Linked DNA regions of Mus musculus: regions 1, 2 and 3 are each linked to region 4. The links are chromatin contacts, called in public HiChIP or PLAC-seq maps. All regions are on one chromosome and are shown on one strand. Each heading gives the region's core, a stretch centred on a gene start, on an enhancer-like site or on the middle of the called end of the contact. The rest is flanking DNA. Distances are from core to core; before and after follow the strand shown. Region 1 overlaps Trak2 (trafficking protein, kinesin binding 2). Region 2 holds the start of Stradb (STE20-related kinase adaptor beta). Region 3 overlaps Flacc1 (flagellum associated containing coiled-coil domains 1). Region 4 overlaps Gm973 (predicted gene 973).

Evidence for each region. HiChIP or PLAC-seq counts read pairs in DNA pulled down with a chosen protein or histone mark.
Region 1: a contact with region 4 is called in an H3K27ac HiChIP or PLAC-seq map of extraembryonic endoderm stem cells, with 3 times the contacts expected there. The contact joins two enhancer-like sites. A contact is called at or near these places in 2 of 115 datasets of contacts at active chromatin or transcription factors (embryonic stem cells and extraembryonic endoderm stem cells) and 1 of 9 other capture datasets (embryonic stem cells).
Region 2: a contact with region 4 is called in an H3K27ac HiChIP or PLAC-seq map of extraembryonic endoderm stem cells, with 7 times the contacts expected there. The contact joins the promoter of Stradb here to the enhancer-like site in region 4. A contact is called at or near these places in 1 of 115 datasets of contacts at active chromatin or transcription factors (extraembryonic endoderm stem cells) and 2 of 9 other capture datasets (embryonic stem cells and macrophages).
Region 3: a contact with region 4 is called in a FOXA1 HiChIP or PLAC-seq map of pancreatic cancer cells. The contact joins two enhancer-like sites. A contact is called at or near these places in 1 of 115 datasets of contacts at active chromatin or transcription factors (pancreatic cancer cells) and 1 of 9 other capture datasets (adipose tissue).

What each region holds. Positions count from the first base shown.
Region 1 is chr1:58,950,097-58,952,796 of GRCm38.p6, reverse strand. The region is part of intron 1 of Trak2 (trafficking protein, kinesin binding 2); the gene reads left to right. Among named protein-coding and RNA genes, the nearest start is that of Trak2, 22 kb to the left of the region's middle. Within about 2 kb of position 1,321, at least 146 of the 459 cell types and tissues checked have an H3K27ac peak or open chromatin away from gene starts, as enhancers often do. A contact at or near this core is called in extraembryonic endoderm stem cells, where this site is marked.
Region 2 is chr1:58,972,037-58,974,921 of GRCm38.p6, reverse strand. It overlaps Stradb (STE20-related kinase adaptor beta), which reads right to left and starts at 1,400. Exons shown (of 12, transcript NM_172656.6): 1 at 1,072-1,400. It overlaps Trak2 (trafficking protein, kinesin binding 2), which reads left to right and starts at 1,440. Exons shown (of 16, transcript NM_172406.3): 1 at 1,440-1,685.
Region 3 is chr1:58,676,656-58,679,460 of GRCm38.p6, reverse strand. It overlaps Flacc1 (flagellum associated containing coiled-coil domains 1), which reads left to right. Exons shown (of 15, transcript NM_175370.5): 6 at 1,082-1,175. Among named protein-coding and RNA genes, the nearest start is that of Flacc1, 18 kb to the left of the region's middle. Within about 2 kb of position 1,485, at least 27 of the 459 cell types and tissues checked have an H3K27ac peak or open chromatin away from gene starts, as enhancers often do. A contact at or near this core is called in pancreatic cancer cells, where this site is marked.
Region 4 is chr1:59,579,160-59,581,859 of GRCm38.p6, reverse strand. The region is part of intron 9 of Gm973 (predicted gene 973); the gene reads right to left. Among named protein-coding and RNA genes, the nearest start is that of Gm39648, 16 kb to the left of the region's middle. Within about 2 kb of position 1,314, at least 62 of the 459 cell types and tissues checked have an H3K27ac peak or open chromatin away from gene starts, as enhancers often do. A contact at or near this core is called in extraembryonic endoderm stem cells and pancreatic cancer cells, where this site is marked.

The DNA.
Region 1 (2,700 bases), core at 72-2,571, 630 kb after region 4:
TCTGTTGTTCCATTGGTGGTGGTGGAAACAGTAATAGCATACCAACTGCAGCTGCTGTGTGACTGCCCCAGGGACCCTCTGAGGCTGCTGCTCTCATAACTCCCTTAATCCTCATCGCAAAGCCAGGGAAGTCGATCCTGTTATTAAGCCCATTTCACAGATGAAGAAACACGGTAAAGTAGTTTGTGCAGAATTCCAGGGCTGTGAGATGGCTTAGCTGGAAAGAACACGTGCTCCCCTCCCCAAGCCTGTCATCTGAGTTCTACCCCTTGGGGATGCATGAGGGAAGAGAGGGCAGGTCATACAACCAGTAAGTATTGGCTCTGAGATTTGTATTCTGAGCCAGTGTGGCCACCTGAGTCACAGCCATCAAGATCTAAGTTCTTGGAACCTGTGAATGTTACCTGAGGCAGAGGGACTTTGCAGTCTCTATCTTGAGAAGTTTATCTTGGGTTATCCAGTTGAGCTTAAACATTGATTATAGGTTCCTTATAAGGAAAAACAGCCAGTAGTGTGACAATAGAAGCAGAGGAGGAGGCTCCCGGGTGCCATGCTGCTGGCCTTCAGGATAGTAGAAGAGGCCCAGAGCCAAGAGAAGCAGCTGCAGCAGCTAGAAAGCAAGGGACTAAGCTTTTCACTGGAGCACGGCCTCGGTGACACCTTGGTACCAAGCAGTGGAGCTGGTTCCTGCCTCTGACCTCCACAACTGGAAGGTCACATGTTGATGGTGGGTAAGCATTAAGTTAGAGCATCAGGGAACACTTAGGCAGTTCGCTGGCATGCTGTGGACTTGTGAGATTTGCCTTTACTAACAAGCTTCCTGCAAGTCCATGGGGCGTGAACTCTAGTGATAATCCCAGTGGCCAGCCTTAGGTCATTTGTTGGGTCCTTTTGGTCCTTGCCTCTTTCAGATGGAAGATTACTCAGCTGATCTTCAGATGTACCAGTTCTGTTTGCAGACATGCAGGACCTTCAGAGAGAGACACTTTTCCTCAGGTTTAAGGGATAGAGAAAAGCTAGAGACAGTGAGCATTTGAGTGTCTCAGTTGCCCAACTAGGGATTTTTATTTTGTATTTAGTCTCAATATCTGATCCCACTTATTTGTAAATACCCCCATCTTGGCAAAATAATTAAAATAAGATTCAGAAATACTAAATAATGAGCACAGGTCAGAATCACAGTAAATCAGAGTAAAATTCCAGCTCTAACATCAAGGTACATAAACAGTACTGCAGTCATTCTGTCACTCTGAACTGCCCTTGCTAAGAAGTTAATCGGGGCGTGTTCTGCTGCGTTCCCAGGAAAACGCTGCATTGCTAAATCACCCCTGACCTGGTGTGCCACGTGCAGGCTCCCGGATCGCCCTGGAGGGCTGCATTCTTTCTGCATGACTCTCACCATGGGCTTAGTTCTGTGTTCACTCCAGTTTACTCTACTCTTTTATACAAGTGTTGAGAACAAATCACCCACAAACTCCAGAGTTAAACAGTAATCTCTACAACACAGGTCTGCAACCCATAATGAAAACCTGTATATAAACTTTTGTATTCTTAAGTGATATGTAGAAATATAAAAAAAAGCAAAATGGCTCAGAGGTTAAGGGCATTGGCTGCTCTTCAAAGTACCTGGCTACAATCCCCAGCATGGAGGTTCACAGCTGTCAGGAACTTCAGTTTCAAGGGATCTGATGCCCTCTTTGACTTTGTCAGAGACCAGGCATGCACATAGTGCACAGACATGCACGCAGACAGAACACTCATACATGCCTTTGTGTGTGTGTGTAGGGGGGTGTGCAAAAAGGAATAAAGAAAGAAATGAAAAGTGTGGTAGCTCATACCTGTAATTCCAGGACATGGAATCAGGATGATGAAAAGCTCAGGGTCATCCTTACCCACAGTGTAGTGAGTTCAGAGTAAGCCAGGAACACTGCAAATAACATCTTCAGTAGAATTGGGGGGAAGGGGGCATAATGACAGCATGAGTGTAAGAATAAAGCAACTGGCATGTTACAGAGTGACAGCAGCCGGCTTCAGTTACAGTTAGAGTTTTCACAGTGGTCTTGATCAAGTCATGATTTGAAGAAGAAAAAACATAGCTCTGTTAAAGGATCCTGGACCAGTTAGAGATCCTTCATTTCTCATTTCCCTTCCTCCTCACTACCCAGTGCCCTTCCTTCACAGGCAAGCTTGTAACTTACACTCTCAAAAAGTTCTTCCTAGAAATTGAAAGTAACTTTTAAATACATTTAATGGATGTAGAGAGTAGAAGTCTGTTCCTTTAGTCTAATTACAAGTATATAAATGTAAAAGGAAACCTAGGGGCCAGGCAGTGGTAGTGTACGGGAGGCAGAGACAGGCGGATATCTGAGTTCGAGGCCAGTCTGGTCTATAGAGTGAGTTCCAGGAGTTCCAGTAGCCAGGGCTACACAGAGAAACCCTGTCTTGAAAAAAAAAACCAAATAAATGAATAGATAGATAGGTAGATAGATAGATAGATAGATAGATTGATTGATTTAAAGAAAGGAAACCTAGCTTTCAGAAATTGATCTTGGAACACTTAGTCTTACATAATAGTATTTTGATGACTGAATTATTTTAATATTGATCAAGGGTTAGGAAGCTTTTTTTGTCAAGTATCAAATTTGTGTGTGTGTGTGTGATAGCCTAATATCTTGCTAACTATGTATGTACAGTCAATGG
Region 2 (2,885 bases), core at 151-2,650, 610 kb after region 4:
AATATGTGTGTATGTATTTACTCATAAATGTGTGCATATATATGTATATATATATGTGTGTGTGTGTATGTATATATATATGTGTATATATATATATGTATATGTATATATATATATATATATATATATTTAAGAAACCTGTATTCCTAAACATAATGATGAGTACTTCAGTGTAGTCCCTTGCAATTGTACCTAAAAAGCTAACCACAATAAAGCTTTATAAATAATCTAATTTGTTGCATAATATAGAAGTCATACCCAGGCCTTTCATTTGAAAGGTTAACACTTTAAATGGACACCAGAGGGGCTATGTATTTACAAGACTTGGGTTTTGCGTTAATCGAGGTATTCAATGGTCTACTGTTACAGGAAATGCCGACAAAAACAAAAAACCTACCAATACTCTTTGTTAGGCTTCAAAATTACAGTAATTCTCAAGGTGATCTTGAAATCTCATAAAACCTTAACAAAGATCATAGCGAAGCACACAGCTTAATCCAATTTTCCAAACTTAGTATCATGACTCATGGTTTCAACAAATATTTACGGAGTGCCAAGCACTGTGCTATGCAGGTGCTGTCACAAATCATGATCAAGTTTGGAGGAAAGGTATTTGACATAACAAACCCACGAGGGGAAAACAAGACATCAAATGTAAACACTGAAGACAAAACGAAGCCTGGACATTTAATTTGGAAAAAGGTCCCTTCGACGTCTCTGAGCAGACAGGTCTGGGGCCAGAGTGTCTTCAGCTTGGGAAGTCGCCAGGCCTGTGTGCGCTACCAAAGGTAAGAGCTGGGGGAGCGGGGCGGCGGTAGCTGGGTTCCTGCACCTGGCACCGCTGCTGGGCACCCGGGAGCCCCGGCCCCCCCGTGCGCTGGCACAGAGACAGAGAGCGGGAGCCGGCGTCCCGCAGACTCCAGCGGCTGCTCGGCCGGCCGTGTCAACTCCGGTAAGGAGCGGAGGCGAGGACTGGCCTTGTAGCCTTCCGCTGTGCACCTACCGACCTGCGTTCCCTGTCGCTCCCCGGGTCCCCACACCATCCCGTGCTGGCCTGCCTCCCCTCATTACCTAGGCGGTGACCAAGGCCAGCGACTCTCCAGACAGCGGGCGCTGAGGGGAGGCGACACGCGCGAGCCCCGGGACCTGCCTCGCGAAGGGGCGAGGCGAAAACACTAGGCCGGCTTCCAGGGTGAGCCTCAAGGCACAGAAGTGCAGCACGGCCTGGAGAAGGCCGGTCGGCCTGGACTTCTGCCCTAGCCCGGGGCAACCGGCCGGGACGGGATTCGCCCCACCCCAGCGGGGTCGGGGCCCGCCGCTCCGCCCCACCGCGCCTCCAGCTTCTAGCTCTGGAGTGAGGAGGCGGGGCCCTCGAGCTGTAGGCGGGACGGAAAGCAAACTACAGTTCCCAGAAGGCTTTGCGCTAGGGCCGCAAAGCCTGTTGGGAGAGTGGGTCTCCTTTTTAGCTTCCCTAGCTGGGTGGGGGCTGCCATTGAACCGGCGTCACTGCAGCTCCAAGGTCGCCCGGTGATGATGTGAGAGCGCCTGCCAGTTCCTGCCACGCCCGGGGGGGTTAGCTCGGTGGCGGCGGCGGCTGCTTCAGATGCTGCTCTCAGGCTGCCGCGCATTAGGGGCTTCTTCCTGAGCGAGTGTGGGCGGAAGAGCGAGGACGCCGGGCCATTCCCGTGAGTAAGCTCCCGCGTGCGATTCGAACTTGCCCTTGTCAACTTCTCTCAAAGGCAGAGAAGCCTTCCTGTCCCGCGTCCCTCTGGTCCCCAGAGGTCACTCACGGAAGGATTCCGCCCCGAGATGGGAAAGGGATGTTTCCCAAGTGTGGGTGCAAACTGATGGGAACTGGGCGGTAGCCTCCGGGATTCACCCTATCTGCACCTCTGAAGATTGGCAGCTTCCCATCCTTTGCCAGACAGAGTCCATCTGGAGCTCTGTCGTTTTAGGATGAGTGGCTTTAGTGTCTGGACGTTAAACCTTAAGCTCTCGGTGGCCATCTGTGATGCAAATGGGAGGAAAGGACACTAGAAAGAGCTCTTTCTTTATTGGGCTTTTATTTGTAATTGATTTGGAACCAAACGCCACATGTCTTTTTAAAAGAAATAAGGAAGACAGACAGACAGAAAGACTTTTGGTTGAAGCAAAAAGAATGAATATTGGCAGTTGTGTTTTCCAGTGCCAGCACTTCTGAGTCCCAGACACTTTTTTTTTTTTTTAAATCACAATTATGGCAGTGAAGTCAATTACCTGCTTATGCATCTTTTTCTGCATCAGGAAAGATGGTAATATTTCGCTGGAAATTCACTTAGCTTATGTAAGGACCACTGAACAAAATGAGCTAGACTCAGAGTTCTTGCTCTACCTTAGTAAAAATGTTTGTGACCTTTCAAATCTTTGCTGTCCTGTTAAAAGTCTGAGCTACAGTGAGCTCCAAATAGCATATTAATGGTGGTGACACTTGAAAACGAATTGTGAAGGACATTTGGTGGTGGGAAAGGGCAAAATTAAAGGCACTTTATCATCTCGGCCACTCTCCAGCTTTCTATTTTTAAAATTAGGTAGTATCTGGCAAGCCTCAGATGTTTAACCAGCACATACATACCTATGTGAAAGACAGTGCTCTTACCCATACCCATTTTTACTGATGTGATGATGTACACGGTTCACCTAACCACGCACATTGCTCACTAGTTGCACTGGAGACTTTCTGTATCAAGTCGAGATTTACACCCATACCTGCTTTGCCTCAAAGTTATGAACCAGGTTAAAAGAATGGTTAAGAAGAATTTTCATAGTTTGCTAGTACTCGCTCCATCATTCCTTGACTATGAATGCATCCGTAACTCCCACTTTAGCCCTCTGAACAAATTGTACAC
Region 3 (2,805 bases), core at 236-2,735, 900 kb after region 4:
TCCATCCACACATCTCGTTTCTACTTCCTAAAACCCTCATTCATGTCTTCTAGTCAGGCCTCTCCTTACTACATCACTGGAGAGCTCTCCCAGTGTCTCCTCTTTCCAGCCTTTGTCTGCTGTAAGAACTACTGTTCTGAAGCCACAGTGGGCACACACTGTTAACCCTGTACTGGGGGTGAGTGTAGGGGTTGATCTCTGTGAGTTAAAGACCATCCTGATCTGTATAGCAAGTTTCAGGACAGCCAGAACTATGTAGAAAGACCCTGTATTGAAAACAAAAAGCAAGCAAGAAAAGAGCTATTGTTCCAAAGATCTGGAAGATGTTCAACAGATCAAGCTTGTTCTTATCTCTAGCATCCTTGTAAAAATCTGGACATGGTGACACATGCCCATAATCCTAGCACTGAAAGACAGCAGAGAATCTCTGGGGCTCATTAGCCAGCTGAATGAGTTGAAACATTAGTTCTAGGTTCAGTGAGAAAACCTGTCTCATAAAATGAGTGGAGAGTAACAGAGGAAGACACTTAAAATTGATCCCTGTCTTCCATGTTTGTACACACACACACACATTTTTGTTTTATTTGGTTGTTGTTGTTGTTGTTTTGAAGCACTATGTTGCTGTATAACCCAAGCAGGACACTACTACCCTGTTCTTGAGTGTTGGGAGTGCAGACATGTTTGCACACACATATTCATTTGCACCTCCTCTTAGCCGCATCCTCAGGCAGTCCTTGTCTACTGGTGCCTGTCAGCATGAGTCTCCCCACACTTCCTCATTTCCTAATCCTCTGACCTCTTGAGTTCGACTATTGATAACCACACTCTGGTAAGTGTCCAACACATTGTTATTTCTCTTCTGCTCAGTGGGACACCACACAGCCCACATCACTTCCAGCTTAATTACCTTCAGGGCTAGATGCCAGGTCCAAACACTCTACTATGAAACGCCTTATCGACCACTGCATCCCCATGCCTTAGTCGTGGAGAAGACACAAACAGACCAGAGTCAGGCAGTCTGGGGGCCTGGCTGGTGTGACTAACAACAAGCTCTCTTGGTGATAGAGTGTTTGTCCCACAGGACTGATATCATTTCTGACCTTCAGGAGCAAATTGCTGAGTTGATGGCAATAATAGAACAGATGAACAGAGACCAGCAGTCTGCCCTGAAACTGGTGAGTGACCCTTGTATCAGCCACACCCTCATGGCTAATACATTCAGATTACCCAAGTGCCAGGTAACATGGCAGGCGGATCACCACCGTACTGAAGCGTGGTATCCAAGCGCCAGACTCGGCATAGTGTGCAGTGAGCAGTACCTTCCCTCCTCCATCCTCATCCATCTCTGTAAAAACTGAAAGACATTGCATTCCTGGGGTTCCAGGTGCCTTTGGGTGTGTGCATGGTAACACTGTCTCTTCTACACTGCTAACACTGTCATGAGATCCGCAGGCTTCAGAGGTTGCCAGGCTATTGCTAATGACCCCGGCATGGAAGATGCCTCCTGTGTCTTGGAAAACCTTCTAGGAAGCCCTAGGGCCCACCCTCTGTTACTATGAAGGTCCCAGAGCCCATTCTTCAGAATCAACTGGAGTCCATTTAGTCTGGATGCATATGTATGTTTATGTATATATATATATAATTATGCCTGCATGTACACCCACAGGCCAGAAGAGGGCACCAGATCTCATTATAGAGGGTTATGAGGCATCTATAATGGTTCTGCTGGGAATTGAGCTCAGGATCTCTGGAAGAGCAGCCAGTGCTCCTAGCCTCTGAGCCATCTTTCCAGCCCCTCTTGATGCATTCTTAACAGGTGACATTTTTAGCATTTTGGTCACCAGTTCCAGTTTTGAGCCTTTCTTCCCCAGCTCAGGCATGTGACCAGGGCTGGAGTAACAGACCATAGCCATGCTCAGAAAGTACCCCCTGGTGTTCCTGAAGGGAACCGTGAGGCTCTGCCTTCCCACAGCAGCCTCTCATGCTGATTAACCTTAGGCTGTCTGAATCTTACAGTCACGGGCTGGTTCGTGACCAGGCTTAGACCTTCCCCACCTCAGCTGGGCTGATGTCTTCTACAAAAGAAATCTGAAGCTTGAGGAAGCTTGTGGAAGGTGGTGGGGCTTCAGGCAACCTCACATTTTGACTCACCACCACAAGCCCTGCACCACACAACTTTAGCGACTGTCTTTTTTGCAAGTGGAAGTGGGGGTGTTGAAAATATTCTAACCTTTGAAAGGTCTCTGTGCAGAATCCAGGATGACACCGAGATGGGGTATAAGAAGTTTTTAGGAAAAGTTAGTAACACCACGGACAGACAGACAGAAAGACAGACAGTCTCCTAGCAGAGACTCTGAGGAGTTGATGCCCCGTTGCCTCCGCATGCTGGGACTCTGAGGAAGAATCCAGGTCCACAATGTGGAGGAGGGGCCTGCAGCCAAGATGGCTGATTCCCTGGCAGAGGGCAAGGAGGGAAGAGGAGGGACTGTGTGGCCACACGTAGCCCTTTGATGTGTCCACAGTCTGATTGTTGGTTCTTTTTGACTCTTCCAGTCAAGTCTCTCGCTAAATAAGTGATTCCCAAAGGTGAAAGAGCCCAGAGGTTACAGTATTAGGATGAAATGACAGAAGGAACCAGACCCAATGACAAAGTAGCAACAAAATGGTGGCCGTGCATTACCCGCATGATGCACTGACTAGGGAGAGGACAGTCAGTAGTCCCTCTGCTATGTGTGTGTCCTGTGCACTGCAGAACATGCCCAGGAGAGACTGAGAGGGGCATCCCCTCAGAACGGAGGGGCTTCG
Region 4 (2,700 bases), core at 65-2,564:
GCACCCTCCACATGAGCCAGCGTGGCATTAGCCTGCAAATCTGCCACAGCTGTGCAAGCTAAGACCCCAGAGGCACAACTGGCCATGCAACTGATGGAGATATTTTTACAATTTCCTTAATTTTGAAACAACGTGTGCATGTGCCAATGCTGATGGGTCTGTGTCTGTGGATGCAGGAGCCCACAGAGGCAGAAGACTGTCTCATTCTTCTGGAGCTGGAGTTACAGGCAGGTGTGAACCATCTGATGTGGGTGCTGGGAACTGAACTTGGTTCCTCCATAAGAGCAGCAAGTGCTCCTAACTGAGCATTCTCCACCCCCTGCACCCTCCATTTTGTTATTTTTTGAGACAGGGTCTCATGTAGCACAGGCTGGCCTCAAACTCAAGGCCAAGGATGACCTTGAATTCCTGATCCTCCTTCTTTTATCTCCCAAGTGCTGTACGTATAGGCACGTGCCACCATACCCAGCTTCCAATTGGTAACGTTTTGTGGAAGGATTGAATCTGTGGACTGGAACTCCATGGTTCAACGGTAATGGTAATGCTCATGAATCGATGATTATTTGGGGAATGAAATTTAGCTGTGCCTATGGCTTTGCTGATGTAGATTTTAGTCTCTTTCTGAGACTTCTTCTTCTCAACACTCATCAGTGGCTCCACATGACATGCTGTACTCTCGGTTCTTTTTTGTTTTGTTTTTCTTTTTTAAAGATTTATTTAATTGTTATATGTACAATGTTCTGACTGCATGTATGCCTTTGTGCCAGAAGAGGGCATCTGATCCCATTATAGATGAACCACCATATGTGGTTGCTGGGAATTGAACTCAGAACCTCTGGAAGAGCAGCCGGTGCTCTTAACCTTGGAGCCATCTCTCCAGCCACCTCCTTATTATTTTTGATTCTAAGACAGTATCTATCTCTTACAGGCTCTTCTTTTTTCTGTGTTTCCTCGGCCAGTGTTTTCTTCCTGATTTGTTTGAGAATGGCTCCTGCATAAACTTAAAACACTTCTTAAGTTTAAGTCAGGTGGGGGGGGGGAACTGAGGTTCTGAGACTGGGTTTCTGTAGCTTCAAGCCTACACCTTAACATAGCGGGAGTGGAACCCAGACCCCAGATGTCCTGAGCTGTGTCTTGTGCTTTCCTTCCACACTACACTGCCTCTCAGCCTCGCTCACACTCGCCTGGCCGGGTGGGACCCATCCTCCGGACAGAGCCACTCAGCAGAATTGTGTTGTGATGAGGTTCACTGCACAGTGGCTTGGAAAGGACCCTGGGTCTTTCAGGAATGAAATGTATAAATCCTGATGCATAAGGAAAGTTCTTGCAACAGCAGGAGAATGAGTCAGTCAGCCAGAGTTCAAGAAATGTAAACACGTCCTTAGATAGGAGGCTGAAAAATCACTTAGGGCTTCTCATCTCTTGGGTCAAGACCTTGGTAATTTACTGAGGTCTGTGCTGTCAAGGAGGGGCTGAGACTCCAGCTGCATTCCTGTGCGATAAAGCAATGGGTGTGTGTGGGGGGGGGGGGGAATGGGGATGGTGATAAAACTCCCTTCTAGAGCAACAAGGGAAGATCTACCTCTTGTGCAACCCAGGCCATTGTCTGTCAATGGGGGTGGGGAGGGCTTCTCCCTGTTTCAGGAGCTGGTGTGCACAACCAAAGACCTCATACTACTTCAGCTCTACTTCCCGGCTGCTTGAAATCGCACACAGCCTTTCTGTGATGAACATGTCTGCCACTATAGAGATAAACAGAAAACACTCTCTCCCTGGCTGCCCACCAGCAAGACTGAACAGATTTTTCAAATGCTCCCATTAATCTAACCACTGGCTTTTAGTGAGAAGATAGCGTTCCTCTCTAGATAACCAGGCTATTCAGAGGTAACCCTGCCTAGACGGATTTTATTCTCAGCCCCTTCTGCCTTCTCCGAGTCATGGCGTTCTTCACCAAACACCCAGGCATTGGAAGGTAGAGAGAGCATCTGATTTTAGCATGGAGCTTGGCACCTTTAGATTTCCTTCTATTTAAATCTGCGTTGACAATGTTTAATCCCCAAATCTCTGCTTTAAATAAAAATGAAATACAATTATATTTACTTCTACTGCTTCAGACTTATTTTCCAGAGTGGGGGAAACTCTGATGGGACCCATCTGGGAGCAGAATAGAAACCGAACTCCAAGGAACCGCCTTATCAGGACAGGTGGGCCACCTGGCTCCTTCTTCCTGAGTGCGTGTCTGGCCTTGGTAAACACTGGCCCTGCAGGCTCCCAAGTGGCCAAATGGTTACCAGGGTAGAAGCTGTTGGAGGTGCTGGCAGGAGCCTCTTGAAATCTGTTCAGGGCCTTTTTCCACACTCCATTTCTCAAGAGCACACCCTTTGATCACCAGACTGCTGTCATAGAATTTCCTTCCTATCCCGCAGGGTCATCGCCAGGCAGGTGATGTATCTGCTGTTACACAGACCTCAGAGTGCCTTTGCCTTCAACAGCTTTGTGCAGGGCCTTGCTGGCCCCAGAAGAAGCCAGTAAGAGAAAGCCCCTGGGTCAGCCCTGGTACCTTCAAGGTTTTGTATTTTGGTCATAAATGGAAAATGCAAATTCCAGATTATTAAAAAAAAATTCTTCCCAGGGTAAACGTAACTATAAAAGGAAGGAGACGGCAGTGCAGCTGACCTTCCCTTAAAAATGTCTAAAAAT